3 separate regions of the Sus scrofa genome follow, and all the other regions are linked to region 3. A link is a contact called in public HiChIP or PLAC-seq and promoter capture Hi-C data. All regions are on one chromosome and are shown on one strand. The core of a region is the stretch at or near the end of the contact, and the rest is flanking DNA. Distances in the headings are between cores, read along the strand shown. Region 1 has its middle 49 kb from the start of NEUROD1. Region 2 overlaps LOC110257027 (a long non-coding RNA gene). Region 3 overlaps ITGA4 (integrin alpha-4).

What was found. Promoter capture Hi-C pulls out the DNA fragments that hold promoters and counts their contacts. HiChIP or PLAC-seq counts read pairs in DNA pulled down with a chosen protein or histone mark.
Region 1: an H3K27ac HiChIP or PLAC-seq map of alveolar macrophages shows a contact between it and region 3. The contact joins two enhancer-like sites. A contact is called at or near these places in 1 of 47 Hi-C or Micro-C datasets (embryonic fibroblasts) and 1 of 2 datasets of contacts at active chromatin or transcription factors (alveolar macrophages).
Region 2: a promoter capture Hi-C map of fetal liver shows a contact between it and region 3, with 5 times the contacts expected there. The contact joins two enhancer-like sites. A contact is called at or near these places in 1 of 5 promoter capture datasets (fetal liver), 1 of 47 Hi-C or Micro-C datasets (blood) and 1 of 2 datasets of contacts at active chromatin or transcription factors (alveolar macrophages).

The regions. Positions count from the first base shown.
Region 1 is chr15:87,227,941-87,230,871 of Sscrofa11.1, forward strand. No RefSeq gene overlaps it. Among named protein-coding and RNA genes, the nearest start is that of NEUROD1, 49 kb to the left of the region's middle. Within about 2 kb of position 1,376, at least 10 of the 83 cell types and tissues checked have an H3K27ac peak or open chromatin away from gene starts, as enhancers often do. A contact at or near this core is called in alveolar macrophages, where this site is marked.
Region 2 is chr15:86,638,828-86,641,557 of Sscrofa11.1, forward strand. The region is part of intron 1 of LOC110257027 (a long non-coding RNA gene); the gene reads left to right. Among named protein-coding and RNA genes, the nearest start is that of UBE2E3, 170 kb to the left of the region's middle. Within about 2 kb of position 1,419, at least 13 of the 83 cell types and tissues checked have an H3K27ac peak or open chromatin away from gene starts, as enhancers often do. A contact at or near this core is called in fetal liver, where this site is marked.
Region 3 is chr15:86,946,238-86,949,182 of Sscrofa11.1, forward strand. ITGA4 (integrin alpha-4) reads left to right here. Exons shown (of 27, transcript XM_013982231.2): 1 at 1-1,450; 2 at 1,769-1,890. The coding sequence starts at 1,254. Among named protein-coding and RNA genes, the nearest start is that of ITGA4, 5.6 kb to the left of the region's middle. Within about 2 kb of position 1,329, at least 40 of the 83 cell types and tissues checked have an H3K27ac peak or open chromatin away from gene starts, as enhancers often do. A contact at or near this core is called in alveolar macrophages and fetal liver, where this site is marked.

The DNA.
Region 1 (2,931 bases), core at 126-2,625, 280 kb after region 3:
CTAAGATTCAGATTTAGGATCTGTTATTAGCAAATTCTTAGATTTCTAAAGATTTCTTATTGCCAATTTTAAAAACAGCATAGCATGATGATTTAGAGGTGAGAAGTTTTCTTTTTGGTTCCCTGAAGTTCCAAATGATTAGGCTGACCTCTGATCTATGGTTCATACCCTGGGTGCAAAATTGCTGGATTATGTAGAATTCCAAAGTCCACATGGTCTGGAAACCTATGTCACAAATTTATGGGGGTAGGGAGAGCATACATGGATTGACAAGTCATTACAGCTTCTGTACCCTAGTCATATGCTCTGACAATTACGGCAGATTACCAAGAAGAAATTAGGCAATCATGTTAACTAATGCTGTTCTTGTCAACTTGCTCTTTGGAAGCAGCTGAAAAGGAGTAGAATTAATTGATATTTCTAAAATCCAGAGAATTTCTATAGGCCGTGGGATAGTTTTAGTAAATGTGGGAGCCATAGAGGTTGTACCTCACCAGAGTTTAGAATTGCAATTTTCTATTATAAGTACTTTCTGCTATTGAAGTCACATGAGTCCTCTTGAGGCATATTCATAGGTATACTTTAAGGCAATCTATTTCCTGACATAAGTAAATGTTTGTTACTTTAATTATAACTCATCAAGAAAGACCATTTATTTACCTGTCTGTTGATCAAAATTTCTAAATTATGGAGGGAGGAAAAATGCGAATGTAGCTTTACTTAAAAGAAATAACAATAATTTACTTATGCAAGAAAATTATAGAGTATACATAATAAGTTATGCTGGGTAATGCTGTAGTAAACCAATTGGATATATCAGTTACATGGTTATTCTAGAACCTATATTTCTAACCACCGCTCACAGTAAACCAAAAAATCCCACTACCTCAATTCTTTGAAAAAAAAAAAAGTATAAGTAGTAAAAGAAAAAAAAAAGCCCTTTACTTATAAAAGTGACTAATAGTAACTAATAGCATATGGCTTAAAGGATAATTTAAACTATTTTATGTTACTTCCACAAAGATATTATTGTTATCATAATGATTCCTTTACACTTAGAATGAAGAAATAAATATGGGGTTTTCACATGATAAATACTGAGGTACAGGTCTGAAAACCAGAAAGAGATGTTTTTCCAGCAGAGCTGATCAGATTAAGCATGAAACGATTTTTTTTTTAATTACCCCACAAATCAAAACAAAGATGAGGGAAAAGTTCCATGAATAAACATCAGGGTCATAGTCTAGGAGAGGGGAAAACATATCAGGAAACCAAAAACAAGTGGAGCCAGTTGTCAATCTAGGAACAAGGCAGATGGTTAAAGTCGGAAGTCACATAAGCAACAAAAAGAGCCAAGGTCCAAACCACAAAGCAGAAGTTATGAGAATAACACAACTGGGCTCTAATCCCAAGGCTGAGAATGGAAGCCAAGCAAAGGTGCCTAGTCATAGAACCAAAGGGCAGTTGTTGAAGCAACAGAGCTTTTTTTGTTTCCTGCCCTTTAAAAAATGCAACAGAAGATAATTAATGTCTATGCCTCTCTGCCATGGTTAGATTAGAGGCAAGTATGGGCTGATTGAGAGTTTTTACCTATCCGACAAGATCAGGAGACATTTTGATTCTGTGGAAGTCACTGTCACAGAACTTGAGGCTGAGGACAAGTCTGAGAAAATCCGACAGACGGAGTGCTCTTGAACTAACTCACTTAGGCCAGGTGACTTTTTCTGCATTATTTCCTTATTTCAGGACAGGAGAAAGAGAACCAGGAATTTGAATTGTTTTACATGGCAAGTGTGACTTCTTTTTCTTCTTGTTTTAAACAACATGTCTGTATTATGTCTAGTTAATGGCATTAAGGGCTAGAATTCAGTTGTCTCCCAAATGGGAGAGAAAGAACATGTGAATGGGGGGGGGCAGTTAATTGGGTAGTATGTTATTTTAAAAAATTCCATCATCTGTGTCCACATTACAGTAAGAACATGCTTGATTTCCCTTGACCCCTTCTCTGTGTGATTTTTCACTCCTCTCCTTAGCATTGGCACAGTGTAGATCAGAGGCCAAGAGGTGTCACCAGTCCATTGTCCTAGGTAACTAACAATACAAAATATACACCCCAGAGTTTCAGTCAGTGGGTTCCCAACAGATCAACAAGTGGAAAGTCTGACATCTTCCCCGGAGTGATGGTATTAAGCTAATGGTGTTCTCTGACAGGAAGTTTTTTTCTGATACTGTGTATGTTTTCCTAACTCCTCTTACTGCTCACTCCCATGGTTATCTCTATGGCTCTGGAAAACAATGCCAACCCCCTCATCAGTGTTCTATTTTTAGACCTCATTTAGTCTATAGAGTCAGATGGCTCATATTTAGCTTCCCTTAAATTTCTCCCATTAGTCATTCAAACTCATCATCGCCTTAGTCATTTTTGTTTGGTTGGTTTTCAGTTTATGATGCTTAGCCTAAGAATGAAAACAGCATTTCCAGGAATAGCTCATAAGGGTGCAGTCAGATACTTTAGTCTATATACTGAAATGACTTTACATTATTTCTTAGAAAGGAATCTAATTTTTCATTCTTCTTCAATTCATACCTCCTTCAGCCTCGCAGTTTTGAGTTCCTTCTATCAATGATACTCTCCCTTCTGGGAGAACAATTTCTAGGATATGTTGTTATCCCTAGAACTTAGCACCATACCTGGAACACTGTTGGAAATCAAGATACACTTGATACATGAATGAATAAATGTTTTAAACATCGCAGGTAAGAATTATTTCTATTTTTTTCTGGATTTAGGAGAAGTTTCTATTTTTCTATTTTTTTATGCAATACCTCTCAGTGTTTTAATTCAATTTATACATGCAATTAATTAGGCTACTAGAGTACAATCTCATTCTGTACAAGAATTTATATGCATATTTTTGCATAACATTTGTT
Region 2 (2,730 bases), core at 169-2,668, 310 kb before region 3:
TAATGTGGAAATTACACTCTCTTGTGTAACTGGGAAGGTCTCCAAGATGAGGGCCATTTCTCAGAACAGCAGAATTCTTTTCTCACATGAGCTACATGACAGAGGAGTGTTATACAGCTCACCCATGGATGCTGGCAGCCAAGTGACACCCAGACACAGTTCTGATTCTGCATTATGTAATTGGAAATCCCTGCGGTGCAGTAACTTCTCAGTGTGCCCAGTGATCTAAATTAATGTCTCACTTCTGCTCTGGGAGAACTAGGCTGCCAATGGTTTCCTTTTTTTTCTTCTTTTAGTTGAAAAAGACAATTTATCTTAGAGAACATTGTAATGGATGTTTCTGCATATCTGTTTTGCAAAATGAAGTTGAGTTTTGTGCTGTATTTTTGGTTTTGTGTCTTAATCCTTTGAGATAATGTGAGCTCAATGTATTTCAGTGTATTTAAGTGCCCTTGTGTGTGTGTCTGCATTCATTCATTTGCTCTGAGGTACTAGGAAGCTGCCTTGGCTACTGCACTTTTACATACAAAGCATTTTTTTTTACATACATTTTTTTTTTTACATACATTTTTTTTTACATACAAAGCATTTTTGCTTAGTGGCCAAAATATGGAAGAAACTTCTTAAGGCTGTAAGCGGGTCTTCTTTAGATTCCAAAGACAATGCCAATGGTTATTTTAGAATTACTATTTGATCTGTTTCTTATGACTTTCTTCCTTTCCTGGGTGTGTTTAGTTTTTTTCAACGTGAATTCAAAAGTATTTCTGCTCTTAATGTATGTTTTTAAAAATAAATGATTGTACACAACAGTGGGAGGAAGAAATATGTATACATGTATGTGTAACTTGGTCCCCATGCTGTATAGTGGAAAATAAATAACTAAAAATAATAAATGATTGTTTACTTATAGCATTTTTGTAGTAAAAATGTTTCAATAGAAATTATTTACTTTGGTTCATTTTCAGTGTTGCATGTTTATGGTAAAACTGAACAAGTTCTTTCACCTAGAGGGAGATGATGCTGATAATTTAGAAATTGGCATTTCTCCCCTCATTGAATTCAAATGTGTATGGAAGCCCTACACCTACCATTAGCTTTACTTGGCTTCTCTAGAACAGTCCAAAAGGAAAATACCTTCACACACACAAAAAAAACGTGCTTGGGCGGTGAAAGACAAGAATGCATATTTTATGGAAAACAAAGCTCTTCTCTGTCTATCACTTGCAAATGTTTCTAGCTCAACTGCCCTAATCTAGGCTTCCACATTATCTTTCTTGAACCCAGACAACAGTCTCCTAATTAGTTTCTCCACAAGTTGTCTGACCCCCTCTAAAACTCTTCTTCACACACAGAATTCACATTGGATCATATCAACTTCTTCCTCTCCTCAACACCGACAACATACCAGGCTTAAAATTCTTCAGTGGTTTTCCTCTGTTCTTAGGATAAGAAAACAAACTCTTATCAGGGCTTGCAGGGTTTGGCTGACTCATCAGCTTCACCTCATCCATGCTTCTTCTCTGAGCTCCCATTTCACTTGCCTTCCTTCAGGTCGTCAAAGGGGCCAAGTTCCCTCCTACCTACACATAGATCTTTGTTCTTGGAGCTGAGTAGCTCAACGAGTAGCTCACTGTTCTTGTCCTGGTAATTCCTCTCATTCTTCTGATACCAATTCAATGTTCACTTCCTCAGGGAAGCTTCCCTCACCAACACAATTTGTTCATTTCCTTTTAAAGTTATCCTCCCATAAGCACCAGGTTTTTCTCCTTTATACACCTCTTTTTGTAGTTGTAATTTTACATTCATTGTTTAATAATTTGATTAATATTTGTCATCCTTAAAACATGAAGACAGAGGTTATAATTCTTTTTTTTTTTGAAATTGTATCTCACTACCAAATATATGCCTGGATATAATAGGGGTTCCATAAGTATTTTTTCTTTTCTTTTCTTTCTTTTAAATGAATGAATGAAGAAATAAAGCACCTGGCCAGAATTTGGACTAAACCCTTGACTAACTTTATTGTGACTGTGTAAAACTAGAAAAATAAAGATATTCAGACGTATTAGAGCTTTTCTTTATTACCTTTTTTTTTTTTTTTGGTGAGATGCACCAGCTGCATTTGAAAGCAAGGCTCACATAGATTTTGCGTGTCTGCAATGCTCATATGAGGAACTATCTAATCATATTGTAACAACAAACATGTATTGCGTTCTTACTATGTGTCATATTGTGTACTAAGCTCTAAACCTGTGCTAACTCATTTCTATCCACAAGTTTTCTGGACCACTGATACTACCACTATCTGCTTTCAGTGAGTGAAGGAACTGAAACAATAACTGACCTGAGGCCACAGAACTAGTAGGTGGATCTGAGAAGTTTGCAGACTCTAGAACCCAGCTCTTATACTGCCTTATTTAAAATAACATCATTTGGAGTTCCCAGAGTGGCTCAGTGGAAATGAAACTGACTAGTATCCATGAGGATACAGGTTCGATCCCTGGCCTTGCTCAGTGGGTTAAGGATCCAGCTTTCCTGAGCTGTGGGCATAGGTTGCAGTTGTGACTTGGATCTAGCATTGCTGTGACTGTGATACACCAGCGGCTACAGCTCCAATTCAACCCCTAGCCTGGGAACCTCCATCTGCCGCGAGTGCAGCCCTAAAAATACAAAATAAAATAAAATATCATTAACATCTTTTTGTTTTGTCTAGCGAGTAGAAGATCAACA
Region 3 (2,945 bases), core at 79-2,578:
CCTGCATTGCCTACAAATACCATCCTAATCATTTATGGCTGTGGCTGGTTGCTCTAGAAAGAAACCTGAAGCACACCATGGATTAATTAGGATGAGAATCAAGCCCAGTTCAGGTGTGTTGTGCTGTGGGTCCTCAGCGCTTTTTCATAGGCTCATTGTGGTGTGTGTCTCTTGACCTCAACTGGGTCTGAGCCCTGATGGCAGGTGCATCCGGTGGCAACTGGGTGGATGTGTGGAAATGGGGAGCGTCAAGAGTCCCAACAGAGGAATCTTTTGAAACGAGGCAAGTCACAGCGCTTCCTTAATCCAGCCCTTGGACTTAGCAATAGCCTTAAAACACCCGCCCCTCTTGTTCAGCCCTAGCCACTGCTCTTCAAGCAATAGGCTGGGACTTAAGAGGAAGTGCGGGGAGGAAGGAAGTGGGCATAGAGGGGTGCAGGGCTCTGAGTCTCAAAGTGAATACCAAAACGTCTTTGTCACCAAAATATTTCTCAGGTGCCTTCAGGGAGTGCCTTTTGTTTGTTTTTAATTTGTGTCTCCCTGATTGATTTTTCTAGTGGTTCCTTATGGCCCCCAAATCAAATATAGCGCTTAACCAACGAAAGATCAGGATGAATCCCCACCGCAGTCCATCCCGGTGCCCGAGTTTGCAACTGGCCAGGCCAGGCGGGGCAGGTCGAGGAGCCTCATAGTGGGGCTCTCGAGGCTGATTGGAACCTCGTCGCTACGCATCTAGGCCCCAACCACAGTTAAAAGGCGAAGCCCGGGGCCCCTTCTCGCCCTACTCTTGCAAAGTCCCAGGAGCCAGGCGTCATCCCGCGCTCAGCTTGGACTAGGTGGCCCCAGTCTGGCGCGCGTCCTGCGCAGCTAAGGTCCCCCAGCGCCCCCTACAGCCGCGCGATGGGGGAAACGGCGCTAGGTACTGCGCCTCTGCACCACGCCCGGGACCCCACCCAGCGGCCCGCGCCCCAGACCTCGGGAGTACCTCACCTCCTCGGCTCCAGAAACAGGGCGTGGGGCCCGGCAAGCGCGCAGCATCCCGGGCCACCTCTGATCGCTCCGCCCGCTGCGGCCCGACTTCCCCTCCCTCCTTCTGTCCCTCCCTCCCTTCTTCCCTCCCGCCTGCCCGCCGGCGCCGGACACGCTGAGCCTCTTCTCTTGGGGCGCTCTTCCCCTTGGCTGACCGTCGCATCCCGCGCAACTTTGAGATAGACCATGGTCGTTTGGTGTTGAATGTTCCTTTCCGCAAGCGCATGGCTGTACAATCGAGGCGCGGGCCTGGCCCCCGAAGGGCAGCCGTCTCGAAAGCAGTGATGCTACTGTTGTTCTTGGGAGTCCCGACTGGGCGCGCCTACAACGTGGATACCGAGAGCCCGCTGCTCTACAAGGGCCCCTCCAAAACCTTGTTCGGCTACTCGGTGGTGCTGCACAGCCACGGGGCAAACCGATGGTGAGTGGGGTCGGTCTCGGTAACTCAAAGCCGCGAGCAAAAGACGCCTCAGGGATTCCCTGCGGGTTGAAACTTTCCTCCCTGTGGAGGAGGAAGGAGGGGGACGCAGAGACGGCCAGCTCGCGAGAGAAGTGCCCGGGAAACTAATTTGTCTTGAGGTGGCAGCACCCAGTGTGCGTTCTGGAGTTTGGGGTGGTGGGCGGGCGGAGGAGGAGGTGGGGAGAGCGGCCCTGCTGCCAGCTGCACGTCTGTAGAGACCTGGAGTTCAATGGGCAGCACCGCTCACGTCTGCGCGCACGTGCACAATTCTCTTTTTAGGCTGGTAGTCGGGGCGCCCACCGCCAGCTGGCAAGCTAATACTTCGGTGGTCAACCCTGGGGCGATTTATAGATGCAGAATCGGAAAGAATCCGGAGCGGAACTGCGAACAGCTTCAGCTGGGTGAGTTGAGTCTGCGACCAGAAGCTAGTGACCCCTCCCCACCCCCATCCCCACATACCCAAGGAAGCACAAGTCCTGGAAGAACTCCTGTTGCCTATTCTCCAAGTGAATGATTTTCACTAACTTCACTCGTGACAATGATTGCAGTTCTCTGACAAAACTATGTGAAGGAAAAGTTTTTTTATGAAACCTTCTTTTCACCTCTCCCTTTCTTCCCGCATTTGTAAAACACATTTTCAAGTCTCTCAGCACATTAAGGACAGGATCCAGCTAAGCCAAGACTTGAAAATTTTATTTCCATCTTTGACATATCAGCCTTATTAAAGAACAGGCTAAGGAATAGATAAGGATTAGCAATTGGAATTGATTCCCTATCCTGTCATTTAGCCCAAGAGCTTTCTAAAAAAGAAAATGATATAGTTTTACTTTGAATGTGAAATCTAAAAGAACACAAGCAAAAAGTGGCATCTCCATTGTTAATATACTTAAAATAAAGCTTAACGTATAATTATTATTTTTTCTCTCCAAAAACTGATGTTACGTAGATACCTCTATTTTACGTCATTTATTAATGTCTCTTCTTAGGTTTGTGATGACTTGAAAAATGCATTCTGATGAGGGAGGGGAGAAAGTTCGTGTTTCAAATCCAAAAGCAGATTTGCTTTGCACAGACACATGGGAGAAGAAAGGGGAACTAATATTAATTCAGACTATATCTTGTTCTAAATATTGTTAAGAACTGCTATGTATGTTGCTTATTTTCTGAAAAGTGGCATTGTTCTTATTTTACCCATGAGGACTCTGACTCAGAGAGTTGCAAGGACTTTTTCTAGAATTACTTAGCTAGCAAGTAGAAGATGGGACCCCAAGTCAAAGTCAGGTCTACTTGTGTCCAAAGTCTAAGCCCTTTCCTATCATGTATACATCTTCAGCGCAAATAAAATTAAATGAAAATTCTAATATGTTGTCTGCTGAGCTGATACGTCATCTGTGAAAGTGAATAAAAGGTCACAGTTGGTACCTTTCTCATCTTTATCTTTGTATCAATGCACTTT